Regions from separate parts of the Pan troglodytes genome. Here region 2 is linked to region 1. The links are chromatin contacts, called in public Hi-C maps. All regions are on one chromosome and are shown on one strand. Each heading gives the region's core, a stretch centred on a gene start, on an enhancer-like site or on the middle of the called end of the contact. The rest is flanking DNA. Distances are from core to core; before and after follow the strand shown.

Region 1 (5,081 bases), core at 166-2,665:
CTTCTGGGTGCAGAGGGGAAAGTAAACAGGATCCATGGCACCTACTCTTTGAGGACTGAAAATTGGGTTTGCCTCTAGCTTCCAAATGGAAACTTAGGAGAGGAATCTATCCTGTCTGCTCTTAATTTTCTATGATTCATTGTCACTAGGCATTCTTCTTTTGGACAATTTTATGAATATTCTTCAGGCTCAGAAAGTTCTGGGGACTGATTTGCAAAATGTAATTGTATCAGGTGGTTTTCTTGTAAAGCAAGAGTTCCGTCACTAGATGGTGCAGTGGTTCTATTTTATTTTTCTCCTTGCTTTTGCCTTGGACATTACCTATGAACTGAAATTAACTGATTGTTACTTTTGGATTCATTTCCATATGATACATTTAATGTTTTTTTTTCCCAAAAGAAATGCACACCAGAAAATTGAATATGAGAAAAATTAAGGTTTCTTCATGTCATCACTAGCCAATTTAACTTTCCAAAGAATTATTAAGATAGGTTGTTTGCAAATTAGAAACAACCTATCAGGGTTGTTTGCAAATTAGAAAATCACTTTAGTTTATGATTTTTGTAGGTCATTAATCTAGACTTTGATTTATATATTTTTCTTAAATTCCAACTCAGTGCATAATGGTTTTATCTAATTTATTTATTTTACCTAGTGTATTTTATTTATTATTTAGAGAGAGTCACACTGTGTTTGGTGCCCAGGCTGGTCTCTGACTCCTAGCCTCAAGCAATCCTCCTGCCTCAGCCTCTCAAATAGCTAGTATTACAGATGCAAGCCTTGACATCTTAGTATCTAATTTAGTAGTCTATGCTTTCTTAGTGACATTTAGTTATACAGTTGGTCAACTTGGGGTTATGCACACATATGCAATCTGCCTTGTGTCATGAGACTGGGTTTTAAATTCCTGCTCTACCACTTAGTAATTGAACTTGTCCAAGTCATTTAACTTCTGCAACAGTCAGTTCTCACATTAGTAAAACGGAATGACATCTCATGTTGCACGCAGTGAGTGCTTACAAAATAACCTTTGTCCCATTGGCCTCTTTCAATGTATTGTCTGCACATAGAGGGATGATGTCCTTCCAGCCTTTGCTAGAAGTTTTGGTAATAAGTTCAGGCACTTCTGTTTCGAAGACAGAGCCAGATTCTGTCCTGACAGAGAACAGTGCATTTCTAGGGAGGATTTATTTTAGATTTAAATGGTCCCGTTGAACCCCGCACTGCTTTTGCAGCAAAGCCTGCTGAGGGAAATTTTAGAAACATACCTCCGTGGGAAAGAGCCTAGTTAGAAAGCAGGATGAATAAACTTGCTCAGCTAGCAAATTCCTCGCATTCTCTAAACCAAATATGTACAAGATGAGGAAGCCAAGGCGGCCAGCATAAATGAATCCTGAAAGATGGCCGGGACTTACCCATCAGCTGTGCACATAGTCACCAACCACCGCGGATCCTGTTGCTAGTGAGCTGCTCTGCTTTGTTTACTATGCTACAGAGACAAACTATTTAGTTCAAACTCAGAGAGGGAGGGTTGGTCTTTTCAGCTCCAGAGTTCTGGTTGTAAAAGCGCGAGTTTTGTTTTCCCACAGTGTGGCCTACAGCAGCCATGGGGACACACGTGCCCCTGCACTCAGGGTCCTCAATCAGGACTGAACTTCAGACATGAGGTTCAGACTGAACTACAGATGGCGCATGCCTGTAATCCCAGCACTTTGGGAGGCCGAGGCAGGCGGATCACTTGAGGTCAGGAGGTCGAGACCAGCCTGGCCAACATGGTGAGACACCCTCTCTATTAAAAATACAAAAAAATTAGCCGGGCATGTTGGCGGGCACATGTAATCCCAGCTACTTGGGAGGCTGAGGAAGGAGAATCGCTTGAACCCGGGAGGTGGAAGTTGCAGTAAGCTGAGATGGTACCACTGCACTCCAGCCTGGGCAACAGAGTGAGACTCTGTTGCCAAAAAAAAACAAAAAACAAAAAAAAAAACTACACTTGGCTTACTTTTCGTGGGAATTGGTGTCGGTGGGTGACTCCAAAATGTGTTAAAAGAAGATGCTTGTGCTATCTTTGATGTGGAAAATAGGAGAAGGTACAGAGATGAGTGGGAGATGTAGGGTTGAGGAAACTACAATTTTGAGAGACTCGTGACTTTTTTTTTTTTCTTTAAGTTCCGGGATACATGTGCAGAACGTGCATGTTTGTTACATAGGTATACGTGTGCCATGGTGGTTTGCTGCACCTATTTATTCATCCTCTAGATTCCCTTCCCTTGCCCCCCACCCACCAGCAGGCCCTGGTGTGTGTCGTTCCCCTCCCTGTGTCCATGTGTTCTCATTATTCAACTCCCACTTATGAGTGAGAACATGTGGTGTTTGGGTTTCTGTTCCTGTGTTAGTTTGCTGAGAATGATGGCTTCCAGCTTCATCATGTCCCTGCAAAGGACATGATCTCATTCCTTTTTATGGCTGCATAGTATTCCATGGTGTATATGTACCACATTTTCTTTATCCAGTCTATCATTGATAGGCATTTGGGTTGGTTCCATGTCTTTGCTATTGTAAATAGTGCTGCAGTAAACATATGTGCATGTGTCTTTATAGTAGAATGATTTATATTTCTTTGGATATATACCCAGTATTGGGATTGCTGGGTCAAATGGTATTTCTGGTTCTAGGTCCTTGAGGAATCACCACACTGTCTTCCACAATGGTGGAACTAATTTACATTCCCATCAATAGCGTAAAAGCATTCCTATTTCTTGAGACTCGTGACTTTTGAAAGCCCTGTGCATGTTACCTGAGAGGGGATGATATGAGACCTGGGTCTTCTCCCAGGTTCTGACCCTTTGTGCCTATGAGACCTCACATTAGACTTAATCTCTCTATGCCAATTTCTTCTTCAGTAAACCTGAAAACACGTCAACTCTTTTTGCTTTCTCATAAATGGAAGTTGAAACTTTTAACAGGACAGCATCAGTATAGGCCTGTTATTCTCAGACTTTCCTAGGCCAGGACCAGTTTGGCTCCAAGCGTTTGACACTTAACATGTCCATGTAGTTCTGAGCCTTAGTCTACGTCCAGATTCATTTGAAACTTGTTTAACTTAGAGGATTTTTTGCAAGGTGAACGAGAAGGGAAGAAAATTTCAAATCTAAACTCTAACTTCTGTTTTTTTTCCCTTTTTTGCAATTCAACAAGGCAGAGGTATTATTCCAATTTTGCTGATCCAGAAACTGAGGCATACAGGTTACATGTCTTGGCCAACATCATACACAAACATATGTGTTCATATATGCACATGCAAGAATATATACGCACACAGTGTCTTGATCTAAATTCAGCTTTTCACATAACTTCTGGCTTTTTTTTTTTTTTTAAGACAGAGTTTCGCTCTTGTTGCCCAGGCTGGAATGCAATGGCGCGATCTTGGCTCACTGCAACCTCTTGCCTCCCAGGTTCAAGTGATTCTCCTGCCTCAGCCTCCCAAGTAGCTGGGATTACAGGTGCCCACCACCATGCCTGGCCAATTTTTGTGGTTTTAGTAGAGATGGGGTTTCACCGTGTTGGCCAGGCTGGTCTCAAACTCCTGACCTCAGGTGATCCACCTGCCTTGGCCTCCCAAAGTGCTGGGATTACAGGCATGGGCCACTGTGCCTGGCCTGTTTTTCATTTTTTACAAGTGCCTAGAGGATATATGTAAAGCCTATATTACTGATAGGGTCATCATTGTAATAATGTTGGAATTCAACTTTTACTCTCAAACCATTTTCACATCTATAATGTCATTTTGTCCTCACAATCTGTTCTTATTTGAGGGAAAGGTAAAATGCTTTTAATAAATGAAGAAAGCCACTTACTTGGTTAAACAAAGGTCTCTTATGAGACCTGGACAGCTGTTTGAACAGATGTGCATGTTAAGAGCAGAACAGAGGTGGCCATAGCAGCCTAATTGCCTGGACTCAGGTAATCCCTAGAGGCCCAAAGGGATCCCCTTGGAAACTGGTTGCTTCCTGGGTAACCCATGACTAGCTCATTTTCCTGCCACAATGCTTTGGCTTATGACTTTTAAGAGACAAGACGTACAAAGGCCCAAATGTTCACATGAGATCTTATTGAGGGGTTAAGTCCTGTTTTCTTCTATCAGGAATACCTTGTGAGGGAGCTCTTCAGTCATAAGAGTTACACACCCAGGTCACTCGAATGCTGATAGAATACAACTGCCACAATGCTTCATTAATATTTTTCAACTTTTACTTTAACTAAGCAGACTATTTCTGTCACAAATAAAGCAGCATGCTTCTCAGACTCTTGTTCCACCTTAACTAGTTCAATGCACACCACCAATTATCTGGACAGAAAAAGTTGCCAAATCAAAGCAAAATATGAAGGCCCGCTGGACATTTTGAGTTCAAAAAGGATGAAAGAAAACAGTACTTTTGGGATTATTGATATGGGAAGCTGTGTTTTCGAGACTGCTGTAGACTGGAGTCTGAAGTATATCAGGAGTAGTTTTGTTGGTTGTGATGGGAAAAATGAACAGTATGCTGATTAACCTCCGAATCAGGATTAGGTCAAAACACCCCTACTCATGACATCAAGAATCTGTGTGATGTTAGAGACTGTATTGGGGAAACTATTTGAAAAGATTGAACCAAAAGTTAGATTAAAATCATGTCCTTAAATAAAGACCAGCTCAACCTTATGTCACCTACACAATGGAAGAGACGAGGTAGAGATAAATTGGCAAATATCCCCAAAATAATTTTTGTTTGATGTTGAAACTTGTATCACTTTACAAGCGTCACTTTCTATTTTAAAGCATTTCTATCTGAAATGTATGCAACTTTGTCTTTACCATCTCTGGAAGGGGGCAGAGGTGGTCAAGTGTCAAAGGATTTCTTCACATGTGGTGTAGGTGGAGAATTAAGACAGGAATAATGTAGATAATGTGTGTGTGTGTTTCTTTAAAGAACTGTCCCAAAAGTTAACAAAATAAGCCCTTGAAATAGGTTCTGTCATGAAAGCAGGGCTTTTTCATAAGAGAAAATGAGGACGATCAGGCTGAAAATAACTAAGAATTG
Region 2 (5,378 bases), core at 969-3,468, 420 kb after region 1:
TCTTCCTCTAGGGTTCCTCAGTATGCCACTTGTGGACATAGCTTATGAGGAATTCTTTCAGGAACTGCAGGTATCAATCACATCTAGTTTTCTTTCCCCTCTTCACAGATAGTACACCAAATAATACCCATTAAACTGTCGTTACTTGCCATTGAAAGAGAGGCTTTTCAGTGAGATGTGGTTTGCTCTAATAGCACGTCTCCTACAGGTAACAGTATCAGTACTGGCGTAAATGTGAATTAAATCATCCTTCTAAAAACTGGACATGGTTAAAATCAATCAAACACATTTTCTCTTCTTTCCCTTAAGCCTCACACCATGCCAGGATGCCCATCATTTTCATGACACATCGAAATTTGAAAAACTTTAAAAAATTCCCTTTTCTTATTCGCTCCATTGATGTAGAATATTATAAAGTTATTGAAATCTGGTTTTCACAAAATATAATCTTTAAACTTTGAGCATCTGAATATTTTCTGGATCCCCATCATAGTTCTATCATTTACCAGCTCTGTAGCTTCCGGAAGACTATGTAGCATTTCTAAGCCTCTGTTTCTTCATCTACAGTGTGGGTTTATGGCGGGGACTAAATGAGTTCATATAGGAAAACCCGGCAAGTCGTAAGCGCTCAATAGCTGTTAATCACTACCACTACCATTATTACAACTGCTAATGTTACTGCAGTTTTTGTAACCAGCCTCCATATCGATCCTAAATCCATCAGTAACAATAACTTTCCTTAAAAAGACCATTCTCAGGCCAGATGTCTCCAAATAGCTACCAACTGTTTGTAATATCATGTCTTAATTCCTTCCAAATGATGACTGAGTAGGCTCTTCTCTGGTTGCCTGTTGCCTGCCCATTCTGTCTTCCTAGCTCATTACGAGAGAACCCACCCTTCCCAATGGCCCCGGGGCAATCCAGGTGTACATCTCTCATCTGAGCATAATTTTTTTTTTGAGACGGAGTCTCGCTCTGTGGCCCAGGCTGGAGTGCAGTGGCGTGATCTTGGCTCACTGCAAGCTCCCCCTCCCGGGTTCACACCATTCTCCTGCCTCAGTCCCCCGAGTAGCTGGGACTACAGGCGCCCGTCACCACGCCCAGCTAATTTTTCTATTTTTAGTAGAGACAGGGTTTCACTGTGTTAGCCACGATGGTCTCGATCTCCTGACCTTGTGATCCGCCCTCCTCGGCCTCCCAAAGTGCTGGGATTACAAGCGTGAGCCACTGCGCCCGGCCCTGAGTATAATTATTAATACCTTCCCTTTCACTCTCAAAAGTGTCCTGGCGTGGGTGTTACTTGTTTCCCATTTGCTTGGACTTTCTGCTCTCGGTGGAAAAACCATCACACACAGTTCACTTGCTCTCACCTTCAAGTTATTTCCCTCCTCTAGAATGCTGTACTTCCACCACTGCCAAATCGTGAACTTTCTCTCCTTCAATATCCCACTGAGAACTCACCCCCAGGATGGGACTCTGCTCACCCTGTCCTCTACTCAAGCAGAAGCCTCTCAGCGATCATGTAAATAACTGTATAACTTTAATTGGCTCTGTTTATAAGCCTCTTATATCTTTTTTTCCCTCTAGGTATTTTTCCATGTGTTTATCCTGTCTCCATTAATTTGTAATCTTCCAGAGGGCAAGGCCTGAACACAAGCTTCTGTTTGGTGTAAAGTGGAGGCACAGGTAAGGCTGATTGCTAGACACTGCCGTCCTTCTTTATCACTAATCTGTTAAAAAAAAAAATTCTTTGTTGTAGTGTTTTGTTAGTGATGGTCCCGAGACTTCTAACCTAATGAAAAACTATATCCAGTGCCTGCTAGTGTCCAGACAAAAGAAAATCAACAGTTACAAGCTTTTCATAACGTGAGGGGAAAGTGTGCGGATATTTTGACCCATAAGGGAATTTATGGTGTATGTAAAGCATGTTATAGAATTTGTTGCCTTTAGATTTTTATTCTTGTCTCTTCAAGGCTGCAGGACTGTCTCAGAAGGGAAATAATATTTACCTTCCAAACGGAGATCTAAAACCCGAACAAAGCCTCAGGAAACATACTCCACCACCATCTTACAAGTTTGTGCTACGGGTGGAGGGAAAATGAATCTAATGTAGGAGGCCTCCCGCTGTGCGTCTAGCAGGAAAGACCATACGGTGCAAGTCTCCAGGATCACTAGAGGGGTGGATTGTTCATTTCAGTCCAGGTAGCAACAGGAAGCCCGTGCAAATGTTCCTCTCTCACTGCGGGGCTAAGGAGCGTGGGTCCTTTCCCGCGACTACCTGCTTGCCTCTCTCAGAACCTGCAAGTGAAGTGCGGAAGATCTGTCTATCTTCTCGGCGGCGCAGAGCCCAAGGTAGAAACGGATGGAGGCGGTGCACTAGATAACATCAAAGCCCCGGGCAGGGGCCAGAAAGGGGGGCACAGGCAGCCCGGGGAATGAAGCGCCTCCCTCTAGCATTTCCTCTCACGCCCACTTCCAACCTAGGAGGCTTTTGGTTTCTGCTTTTTTGTTTTTAAAATTAAAAGTTAAACCCAGGAAGCTTTGGATCAGACTTTTGTGTTGCAGTTCGGGTAAGTTTTTCTCTCGGTTCTTTTGTCTGGCGCCTGGCTTGGGAAGAGCCTGGGCGTGGGGCAGAGTTGGCAGGGCGTGCGGGGAAGGTTTTGTCGCCGGGTCGCCCAGAGGAGGAGGGGATTCGGCCGGTGGACGGGAAAGCCCAGCGCGCGCGGAGGGCGGAGGGCGGAGGGCGGAGGGCCGAGGGGAGGGACGAGCGGCGTGACCCGGCGGCCGGCGGGGAGGAACCTCCGGGATCTCCGCGTGGCGGTGGCGGCGGCGGCGGCGGCGGCGGCGGCGCTGCCGGGCCGCGCGCTGGGCGGAGGGCCGGGGCCGCGGGGCCGCGCCAGGGGGGAGCCTGAGCCGGGCCCGGCCGGGCGGCCGCGTGGGAACCCGAGCCGTGGACGCAGCGGCGGGGGCGGGCAGGGTGGCGCGGGGCCCAGTGGACGCGGCTCCGGGGTGGACTTTGTGCCCTCTCCAAACTGTTCGCCAAGAAAAACGTGTGTTGAGCTTTTCAGTGACACTATCCTCCCTCGAACCCCACTTTCCCCAAGGGGGGCTCCAGAAGCGTTCACGCGGACGGTGGGGATGGAACCATAGAGAAATGGAGCTCCAGGAGCCCCCTCTTTTTTGGGGGCAGAGAATGGTCACTTGCTCCTGCATTGTCCCAGGATTTTTGACAGTTGAAACTGCAGTTTACCATTCACATTCACCCTCCACATTCACCCTCTGCTTCATTTTTTTCCCACGCTCTGTTTATTTGATACATTTTGAGAAAATATATTGGATTTGCCACAAAACAAGCCTAAAGAAGCTACTTTATAGTATAGCCAGGTTTCCCTGCATCCTGATATCTAGGAAGAATTGTAGGCAGAATTAGGAAAAGAAACTGCATTTAGAAAATTCAAAAACTTACTAGGAAACTATTCTGTATTGTATATATTTCAAATAAAAGTTTAATATCGGTTTGCTGCTCAAGGAAATAGTTGAAATGTCAAAATTTACCTATCGTAATTCGAAATTGCATGTATGTTTTGTTACAAAGTTCGTAGTAATGCTGAATCCTACATAAACATTGTGTTGACAGTATGTTGTGCTCAACAATTATTGGGTTAAACGTTATTCATTCAGTTAGCATTTTTCACTTCCAAAGTGATACAAACTTCACTCATTATCACATTACCTTTCTCCTGACAGATTAATAGCTATACGTTCACAGTTAAATGCATGTTTACTTTTTGATTCAAATAACCCAGTTGGGAAGTTACATTATATACTTTTTTGGTGATTGCAACCTATTGGATATCATTTCATTTCACAAATGAGAGATGGCTATAGCACAATGAAAATAAAAATTGCATTATTTCATCGTAGGGTTAGCATTAGTATGCTAGACATAATTGTACATGTACATAGTTGGATGATCTTTGCTTTTATAACCAAATTTACTTTGTAGTAGGCATATTTCTCCCTTTACATGATATTATTTTTGGCTACACACTCGCCATTACTGAGTATTCCATTTTTAATCATTCCCATTCTGGTGGTTTGAGCTTTTCTTAGCTCAAATGAGCCAGAGGTACGATTTCCTCAGGGGAATTTTAGGGGTCAACTCCAGCAGGAAAAACCTAGACGTCGTTATGGAAGCCCAAGGGAACAAAACAATTCAAGTTTGCACAGATGGCCAGCTGTCTTAGTGGGTGTATGGTCGTTTAGCATTTTTATTCCTTAAAAGGGGAAAACAGTTTAGTTTCATCAGGGATTTTTTTTTTTTGCATCAATTTTGTTTCACCTTATTCCTCTCAAGTTTGAGGTGGCCCGTTAAACCAGCCACTTTTGCTTCTTGAGGTGGACCTGTGGAATTTCTGTGCCCCAAACTGCGAACGTTCTTTAGGTCTAACCCTGAAAACCTTCTTCGTTACCCTGGTCCAGCCCCTCTTCACTGCTTTGCCATGGATTTCCACTCCTTGCTTTCCCTACTGCTTTCTAGCAGCCGGGGTCACACCTTGGTTCATGCTAATTACTCCCTCTTCCCCTTTCACGCCCTCCCCTCTTCCCTGGAGCCCGGTCCGACGACCAGCCCCGCACCCCCCTTTTCTGTCCCCGAAGTCCCCTCCCGGGTTGGCCCTATAAGCTGTCAGGCTGGCAGGCAGGGGTTAATTGCGCGCGCAGCTTCGGCACTGGGAAGCACCAGCGGGGCTTTGGAGCGGCCTCTGGAATAACCTTGGCTTTCCTCGCTCTTTTAATAGAACATCCGCCACCAAAAAGTGGTTTCAGTTCAGGGTTAATATGTCCCCTTCCACTCTCCAAACCAACACCCTGCCCCCTCCGTTTTTTTAAAAGTTGTTTTTCAAAGTTAATGAGTTTCAAGTTTCACAATGACTTTCCCCTTCCTTCTACGCGTTGCTGAGGAAACCCCCTTGGGGTCCCCCCCTCCCCGCCTCCCTCTCCCCCTCCCCCATTCGGCCCGGGCGAGGGGCGGGGCCGGGAGACCCCATGACGTCAGCGGCCGGCCCACATCCTGCTGTAGAAAGTAAAGAGACGGTAAAGAGAAACTACGGCCCCGCCCGTCCCGTCCCTCTTCCCGGACCAACCGCCCCCAACTGAGCGACCCGGCCAGGCCTTCCCGGGGCCGCGTGACTGGCCGGGCCCGCCTCTCCGCCCCCGCCGGGTGCTGGTTCCCCAAGGCGTCGCGACCCCGGGCTCCCGCCCCCCGCGTCCCTAACCCCGCCCCTCCCCCCCGGGCTGCGCTGCCACCTCCTCCCGCGTCCCCCTCCCGTCCCTGCGGCGGCTCGGCCGGGCGGGGCGGGGAGGGGCGAAGCGGCGGG

The links. Hi-C and Micro-C count contacts between places; a contact is called where the count stands out from the background.
Region 2: a contact with region 1 is called in a Hi-C map of stem cell-derived neural progenitor cells, with 4 times the contacts expected there. The contact joins the promoter of HIVEP1 here to the enhancer-like site in region 1. A contact is called at or near these places in 1 of 7 Hi-C or Micro-C datasets (stem cell-derived neural progenitor cells) and 1 of 1 datasets of contacts at active chromatin or transcription factors (stem cell-derived excitatory neurons).

Annotation. Positions count from the first base shown.
Region 1 is chr5:17,532,091-17,537,171 of NHGRI_mPanTro3-v2.0_pri, forward strand. No RefSeq gene overlaps it. Among named protein-coding and RNA genes, the nearest start is that of TMEM170B, 49 kb to the left of the region's middle. Within about 2 kb of position 1,416, at least 5 of the 24 cell types and tissues checked have an H3K27ac peak or open chromatin away from gene starts, as enhancers often do. A contact at or near this core is called in stem cell-derived neural progenitor cells, where this site is marked.
Region 2 is chr5:17,953,704-17,959,081 of NHGRI_mPanTro3-v2.0_pri, forward strand. It overlaps HIVEP1 (HIVEP zinc finger 1), which reads left to right and starts at 2,219. Exons shown (of 9, transcript XM_016954906.4): 1 at 2,219-2,570. LOC134810268 (a long non-coding RNA gene) reads left to right here and starts at 1,436. Exons shown (of 3, transcript XR_010157899.1): 1 at 1,436-1,522; 2 at 1,637-1,686; 3 at 1,974-2,079.